Regions from separate parts of the Sus scrofa genome. Here region 2 is linked to region 1. The links are chromatin contacts, called in public Hi-C maps. All regions are on one chromosome and are shown on one strand. The core of a region is the stretch at or near the end of the contact, and the rest is flanking DNA. Distances in the headings are between cores, read along the strand shown. Region 1 overlaps CASP7 (caspase-7). Region 2 has its middle 76 kb from the start of ADRB1.

What was found. A called contact is a pair of places that touch in the nucleus more often than the background predicts.
Region 2: a Hi-C map of heart right ventricle shows a contact between it and region 1, with 5 times the contacts expected there. The contact joins two enhancer-like sites. A contact is called at or near these places in 3 of 47 Hi-C or Micro-C datasets (epiblast stem cells, fetal heart ventricle and heart right ventricle) and 1 of 2 datasets of contacts at active chromatin or transcription factors (skeletal muscle).

The regions. Positions count from the first base shown.
Region 1 is chr14:124,033,071-124,037,010 of Sscrofa11.1, reverse strand. All of the region lies in intron 2 of CASP7 (caspase-7), which reads right to left. Among named protein-coding and RNA genes, the nearest start is that of CASP7, 17 kb to the right of the region's middle. Within about 2 kb of position 2,045, at least 4 of the 83 cell types and tissues checked have an H3K27ac peak or open chromatin away from gene starts, as enhancers often do.
Region 2 is chr14:124,322,806-124,326,745 of Sscrofa11.1, reverse strand. No RefSeq gene overlaps it. Among named protein-coding and RNA genes, the nearest start is that of ADRB1, 76 kb to the left of the region's middle. Within about 2 kb of position 1,870, at least 3 of the 83 cell types and tissues checked have an H3K27ac peak or open chromatin away from gene starts, as enhancers often do.

The DNA of each region.
Region 1 (3,940 bases), core at 796-3,295:
GAAAAAAAAAACCCCACTGTGCCCACCTCACCAAGCAGTGAAAAACCTTAGAAAGGGCACGAACATTTTTTATAATCCACTCTGGGTACAAGTATAATTCCCCCCCCCATCACCAGAATGGATAAATACAGGTTTTATCTTCTTACAGATCCCCTAGGCTCCTTGAAACGTGAATTATACCTTTCTATATTTGGAAGGGAAGAGAAGCAGGCAAACCCGCTCCTATTTATTTTCTAAAGTGTCTCCCTGAATAGGATTCCCAGTAGCTCCGTCTGTTTGCAGACATTCATCAGCACGAAAGTAAACATACCACCAGGCACACACTTCCCCTGGGGGCTGCTCCATTCGGAACTAGAGCTCTGGTTTTCATAGCTGCTTTGTCTAAATATCTTTGGGATGATTCATTCATGGTTTCAAGATTTCAGGAGAGGGCATCCCCAGCTCAGGACAGGACGGAGAGGAGAGAGGGAATTCGGTACCTCATGTCTCCATCGGAAAGCATCTCTCTCTGCATCAGAACTAGGCTTCGCCCTGTGACAGCAGGCAGCGAGTTTCCTTCTTCTCTGAAATAATAAAAACTCAACATGCTCGGAGCCGAGCAGGGACAGAAGACTGGCACAGCCGGCCCGGCCCTGAAGGCCTGTGCCTGAATCAGCAGTGAACTGCACGCTGGAGTTTTCCATAGGACACTGGGGCTGGGAAAGTCACACTGGCCTCCGCCTTCTCTGCTGACCGGCAGAAATGCCCAGGCTCCACATGGCTGCATCCTCCCCACTCCAGGACAGCTCCCTAGAGAAAAAGCAACTTTCTAGGAACTTGGGATCCCAAGGGGAAAAAACTCCACATTTCCACAAAGAAACAGCCAGTAGCACCATCTTTAAGAGTGGAAAACTGGAAACGATGGGGAAATGGCTCAGCAAGGCACAGAGGAGCCGCAGAATAAAATACTACACAGCTATTTAAAGTGATGAGCGTGCAGATGTGGGAGACCCGCCGAAGTATCAAATCTATAAAAGGTGGCAAAACCGCACACACAGGAATCGCAAAACATGTAAAATGACATGTAAGCGAACCAAAGTAGGAAGTGGGCTGGTGCCGAGTCAAAGAGTTCAAATTTACTGGGTTATTTTTTTCCTTATAAAGATACTCAAGGGTGTAATAAAATAATGAATAAGTCATAAAATAAAAGACCACAGAGGCATACCAAACATCTTAATTTTCAAATGAGGCACACAAACGTTTTTCAAGGGTCTTGAATAAAGCGAATGATTCAGGAGTTACTACCCTTTTCCATTTCACCCTCCAAATGCAATGAGGAAAAGATGAACACATAAAAACCAAAATTATTAGGCAAACACCTCTGCAATGCTTTTCTCAATTTCCTGGTTCAAAGTCACAGTCAATGAAAGGTGTGAAGTGGGAACCACACCTGCTCTCTCGGGCAAACCTCCTAATCCCCCGCCATCCTCAGGCTTGTGAAGGAGAGAAAACTGGCTCTCTATACTCTTCTCTGAAACTCAGTTTGCAAAAATACACTTACACGAGGAAACAAAGTCAGTTGAAAATAGACTAAGGAGAATTACCAACATCTATATTTCCAACATCCCCCTAAAAAAAAAAAAAAAAAAAGACGAGAGAGACCTCTGGCAATTAAAATTGACAAACGACTTAAAAAAAAATCATTCAGGGGAAACAAAAGACTGAAGGCTCTTCAAATAGCCTGGAATGACGTGGAAGATACAATGGCGTCTGTACTGGGGCTGCAGAATCCAGAATTTTGAACAGCAGGCATACTTGAGCCTATACTCTTAGATAACCACTTCATCTGTCTTTGACACTTGCAGCCAAGCAGTATACAAACACACGCTGATGGATGTGTGCCAGACAGAAGGCCTTCAGCACCAGCAAGCTTGGGGTTGGAACACGCAAGGTTATAATGCACGTTTCGTACTTGTGATGATGTGTTCGTGGAGAAGCAACAGGGCTTATTTTCACAGGTCTTTTCTGTTACTGGGCTTAATTCTGTACGAATGGTGCTTTCAGTCTATTCCTGTGAAAACCTGACATTGATCTCCCTTCCTCACTTTTCCTGTCAATCCTAGAGCTTAGTCTCTCCCTCTTGAAGAGCAATAATCTAAAATAATGAGAGGTATTCTGTGCATGTAGAAGTGACGGCTTCCAAGTCTCTAGACCCCTTGGCCATGCTTTAGAGGCGTGGCTTGCTGCTCCTGAAATGGGCACGTGACGCTCTGTATCAGAAAGCCCATCGCTAGCCCTGTTGAAATGCTGTCTGTATACCATCCCTCGGCTGAAGTGAAGCAGAAAGGGAGCAGTTTCAATGAAGAATTAAATTTGCTGACCCACTTGGGTGGAAGAAAAAAATGCTCTGCTGGTGGATTAATGTGATTGAACAGCTTGATGTCACTGCAGCTGTGGGTGGCACTTGATATGAGGGGAGGGAGCACTGGACCCCACATCAGACCTGGGTCTTGGTCCTGCTGGGTGACAGTGGGTAGAAAACTTGACCTCTCTGGTCTCAACTTTCTTTCTTTTCCTTCTTCTTCTTCTTTTTTTTTTTTTTTTTGGTCTTTTTAGGGCTGCACCCACGGCATATGGAAGTTCCCAGGCTGGGGGGTGAATTGGAGCTGTAGCTGCTGGCCTATGCCACAGCCACAGCAATGCCAGATCTGAGCCACCTCTTCAACCTATACCACAGGTCATGGCAACACTGGATCCTTAACCAACTGAGCGAGGCCAGGGATTGAACCCACAACCTCATGGATACTAGTCAGGTTCATTAATGCTGAGCCACAATGGGGTACTCCTGGTCTCAACTTTGATTGCTACAAATGAGAATTGGACAAACGACATTTTAAGGAGTCTCCTGGTTTGAAATTGATTCTATGATTTCTTTCTCATCAGGTACTTTAATTCTCACAAACAACTGAGTGGATAGGTATTCATATTCCAATCATGGAAATGAGGAAACCAAGCTCAGAAAGGCCATAACCTTTGCTCTGCTTGTTCAATTAGAAAGGGGGAAGCAGGGCCAGGATCTGAACCTGGGTTGTCCAACTCCACACCAGCACAGCTATCTCTTTTTTTTTTTTGGCTTTTTACAGCCAAACCCATGGCACATGGAGGTTCCCAGGCTAGGGGTCAAACTGGAGCTGCAGCCACCAGCCACAGCCACAGCCACAGCCATGCAGGATCTGAGCCGTGTCTGCGACCTATACTACAGCTCATGGCAACGCTGGATCCTTAACCCACTGAATGAGGCCAGGGATTGAACCCACAACCTCATGGTTACTAGTCAGATTCGTTTCCACTGTGCCACAACTGGAACTACACGGCTGTCATTTTAAGTAGTATCATCACTGCTTCAAATACAGCATTAAGTCTTTATTACGCTTTATATACAAATTTGCATACAGACAATCAGTATCCTGGAGTCTGAATCTGAAGTCTTCCTTTATTGAAAAGTCAAGCCCCTGGGTATGTTTTAAGGTTTGTTTGCTTTTAGAGGGCTCAGACCTGGCCTCTTGAAATTAACAAGTGTGAGAGAAAAGCTTTCCCTTAATTTGGGACACAGTCTTTGGAATGAGGTAAGGTCTGCTTTCTTTGTTCTTTTCTCTGCTTCCAAAGCATGGTTTCTTCTGAAACACTATTCCCAGTCTTTTTTTCTTTTTGGCCACACCTACAAAATGTGGAAGTTCCCAGGCCAGGGATAGAATACTGTGTCATAGCAACAACTCGAGCAGCTACAATGACTTAAGCTGCTGCCAGGTCCTTAACCTGCGGCACCATGAGGGAACTTCCTCGATCTTTCTTGTAATTACACAAATACCATGTTTTGGGTTTTTTGTCTTTTACATAAGGACCTGATTATAACACTTACTGGTGGAGCAACTCAATTTGCAGTCCAGGAGAAAGAAGAATT
Region 2 (3,940 bases), core at 621-3,120, 290 kb before region 1:
CCAGCTCTCTGTGCGTATAGGCACACAGAGTAGGCATCTTCTTCTTCTATTTATGTATTTATTTATTTATTTTAATTGCAGCTGATTTACAGTGTTCCGTCGGGATGGCCTGGGAGTTTGGGGTTAGTACATGCGAACTATGACATTTAGGATGGGTAAGAAATGAGGTCTTGCTTTACAACACAGGAAACCACATCCAATCACTTGAGATGGAACGTGATGGAAGATAGGATGAGAAAAAGAAAGTATATATATATATATATGGATGGGTCACTTTGCTGTGCAGCAAAATTGATAGGGTAGGCTTCTGTTGCAGGCCAGAAGCTGAGAGCAAAGGGCCAGGGCATGGATGCAGGAAATGGGAGATGGGGGAGGGAGGGGATCTCGGTGTGGTACTGACGGTGTCTTCTGCACCACACTTTCGGCCTGGACAGAATCCTGACATCTTCCACTCCCCATTTCTGTCTGCCAGGGCTCCTTACCCTGACATCTGGGTCAGGATGCACAGTGGACTTTAGTTGCTTTGGGTTGGCCAGTCTCCATTTCCCCTTTCCCTTGACAACTGTGATGTAATTATTATTATTAGAGTAATTTGGCAATATTAAAATAATAGTAATTGGGGGAAATTATTCTCCTTAATCTGTATCTTTTGGCAGTGATGACTAACCCAGACTTCACAATGGGCTTGTGCCCAAGGCCCAGGCAATCAGCACGTTCCTTTCCCTCTGGGTTCAGGGATGGGGTCTTGGTCAGGAGTCAGACACAGGGAACAGAACAGGAATGACTTGGCCGTTTTTAAGCAGAAAGATACGGAATGCAGGAAAACAGGTGCTCATGACATCCCTGGAAAAGTGGGCTGGGTCTCCAGGAAAGAAGCTTTTTGCCCACCAGGGACCAAGGTGGAGAGAGAAGAGCACACCTCTCTTCCTGGCCCGGAGTCATCCCATTCAAGAATATACCCAGCTGCTACAATCCAGGCCTCGGAAGCTTCTGGACACCCATGAACCTGGAGATTGTACCTGAGACTTTGGCCAGGAACCAAGAGCACCCTTCACGGCTGCCTTCCACATCTCACGCTAGGACATCTGATGAATGGAACCTAATTTGCATGTGAACCCTAGCTCAGTGGGGCTGAGGATGTAGATTTCCATTCTGCAACCTTTGCAGCCCAGGGAGGGATGAGAATGGGCTCTGAGGGCTGGCGCACCTGCCACCCCAGATGGGTGCATTGCTCTTGAGCAACAAGAGTTTGGCCAACAAGGAGGGAAGAGAAACTCTGTTTCCTGCCAGATGTGAGCATCAGAAGAAGTAGGTTAGGAGCTACGTGATGCCATCTTGACATCATATAAGGTCTGAGAATGAAGCCGCTCTGAGGTGGAGAATAGAGCCAATTTGAACCATCAGGAAAAGTCAGGTGGGATTTCCTGTTGTGGCTCAGCGGTAACAACCCTAACTAGTGTTCATGAAGATGCAGGTTTGATCCCTGGCCCCGCCCAGCGGGTTGCCCTGAGCTGCGGGGTAGGTGGTAGACTTGGTTTGGATCCTGAGTTGCTGTGGCTGTGGTGTAGGCAGGCAGCTGTAGCTCCAATTCAACCCCTAACCTGGGAATTTCCTTATGCCACTGGTGAGGCCCTAAAAAGGAAAAAGAAAGAAAGATCAGAGGGCAATGGAAGATCCAGAGAGGGCAGGCCACAAATTCAAGGTCACACTACATTGGGGGTGGAGCTGGATCTCAGACCACCCTCCACCTGACTCCCAGTGTGGGCCTTTCCCCATCATATGATCCTTGACCTCCTCAGAACCTGCCATCCCTCCCTCCCCCACCCCCCGGCCCCAGCAGCACTGCTCCCTTACCCTCTGCAGCTGGCAGGGTTCCACAGCCCCTGTTTATTAAAGGAGCTGATGGGTCTGACCCTGCTGAGCAAGCAGAGCTCCCATAGGTGGGATCTAGCAGGAAAGCACTCGGAACTCACTTTCCCTGCAGACCGGGTAGAGCCCAATGTGTGTGAATAACTCATAACCGGAGCCTGGCTAGTGAGGAGCTCAGAGCTGGCTTTGAAAACACCCTAGGGGTTCTCTCTGAGTGGCACACTGAAATGTGACCACACCGGTTCAGGCTATTTTAAGCCTCGGAAATCAAGGGAGGTGAGGTGGGGTGAACCAGCAGGCTGGGAGAGCAGATGAGTTCCAGGCCAGCTTTCTCCATGCCTGCAAGGTCACCTTCCCCTGTCAACAGTGATCTTGCTTTCCTCTCCCCTCTTCTCCCTGGAAGAGTGGGAAGGAAGGACAGTTCTGACCCCAGGGGTGGACATGGGGGTGGTGGTTGGAGGGAGTGGGGGCGGGGGCAGGAGCGCCTTGGTGAATAAGATGGGCGAAGGTGTTGTCTGCCAGGTCCCAAGTGCTTCCCCTTACATTTACTTATTTATTTGTTTTTGATTTTTGATTTTTTTTCCCTTGTCTTTTTAGGGTTGCGCTTGCGGCAGATGTAGGTTCCCAGGCTAGGGGTCTAATTGGAGCTACAGCTCCTGGCCACACCACAGCCACAGCAATGCCAGATCTGGGCCACATCTATGACCTATACCACAGCTCACAGCAACACCAGATCCCCAACCCTCTGAATGAGGCCAGGGATCGAACCCGCAACCTCATGGTTCCTAGTGAAATTGTTTCCTCTGCGCCATGATGGGAACTCCACATTTAGTTATTTATATTAATTTCTTAAATCCTCACAAAAACACTTCAAGCTGCATACACCTGTTATCTCCATTTGTCACAGGAAGAAACCGTCTGAGAGAAAATAAGAAGCTTTCCCAAGGGCCCAAGGTGACCCAGAAGAACTGAGATTTGAACTGGGTGGGTCTGCATCCCTAGTTACTATGCCCTGTAGTCTCAAACCCAATCATAATCAGAGCTACCCTTACCTACACATAGGTTCCTTTCGCTTCCTCCCAACAGCTCTGGAAGTTCCATCTTGTAAGTTTCATTTTTCAGATTGGGAACCTGAAGCTCAAAGAGCTTAAGGAATCTTCCCAAGGGCACTCAAAGACATACAGATGGATACAGCAGTGCCAGGACTGACCCCAGTCTTCTCCCTCCATGGCCTGGTCTGACCTTTATACTGTGCCAGCCTTAGTTTTCAGGAACGATGACACAGATTCTTGTAGGACACTTCCTCTGATCCCTCTTCATCTGATGCTAAAGAAGCAGGGGTTCTCAAAGTTTGGGTGACTTGCCCCAGGTTCACTGCAAACAAACCCAGACTCTGGACTCTTCGGCAATGTGTATGCAAACTCTATCTCCCAACTCACGTTATAATTTCGGGCTGTTTTATCTTCATTTCTAGTGAATCTTTATTGGGCAGTGGCTTCTACCGTTTGGCTTAGGTTTTACCTTACCCTCTGTCAACTAGTTCATGATTTGTAATTGAAAGAGAAGGAGGTTGGGTTGGGGCTTTTGTACTTGCAATGGATAGTCAATAAGGAGAAGACTCTTTTCAAAACCTAAACCTCCCGTAGTACAGTGTTGACACCAATGAGTGTTTGCCACTGAGGTCCTGAGCACAGCTACACTCAAAGTCAAAATATAAAATTCCTCTTTGTATTTTCTTACAAAGACACATGTTGGAAGGTGAGAGGGGGCCTGGGAGGGTGAGCAGTGAGAGAGGGAAAACGCCCAGAATCTGGGAACCAGTAGGCATGTGATGTGATCTGACTTTTCTTGAGGATTAATGATCCAATTTTTAAAATTTTATTTTATTTGTCCTTGTGGTGAAGTCGATGATACAGTTCTAAATAATATGACAGGTATGGCAGAAAGCCACGTTTTAATTCCTTGATTTATTCATCCTTTTCTGAAATCAACAAATATTTACTGAACTTCTCCCCTGAGCTGGGTACTGCAGAAGCCTGGTGCTGAGGATCCAGAAATCAATCAAACCAGG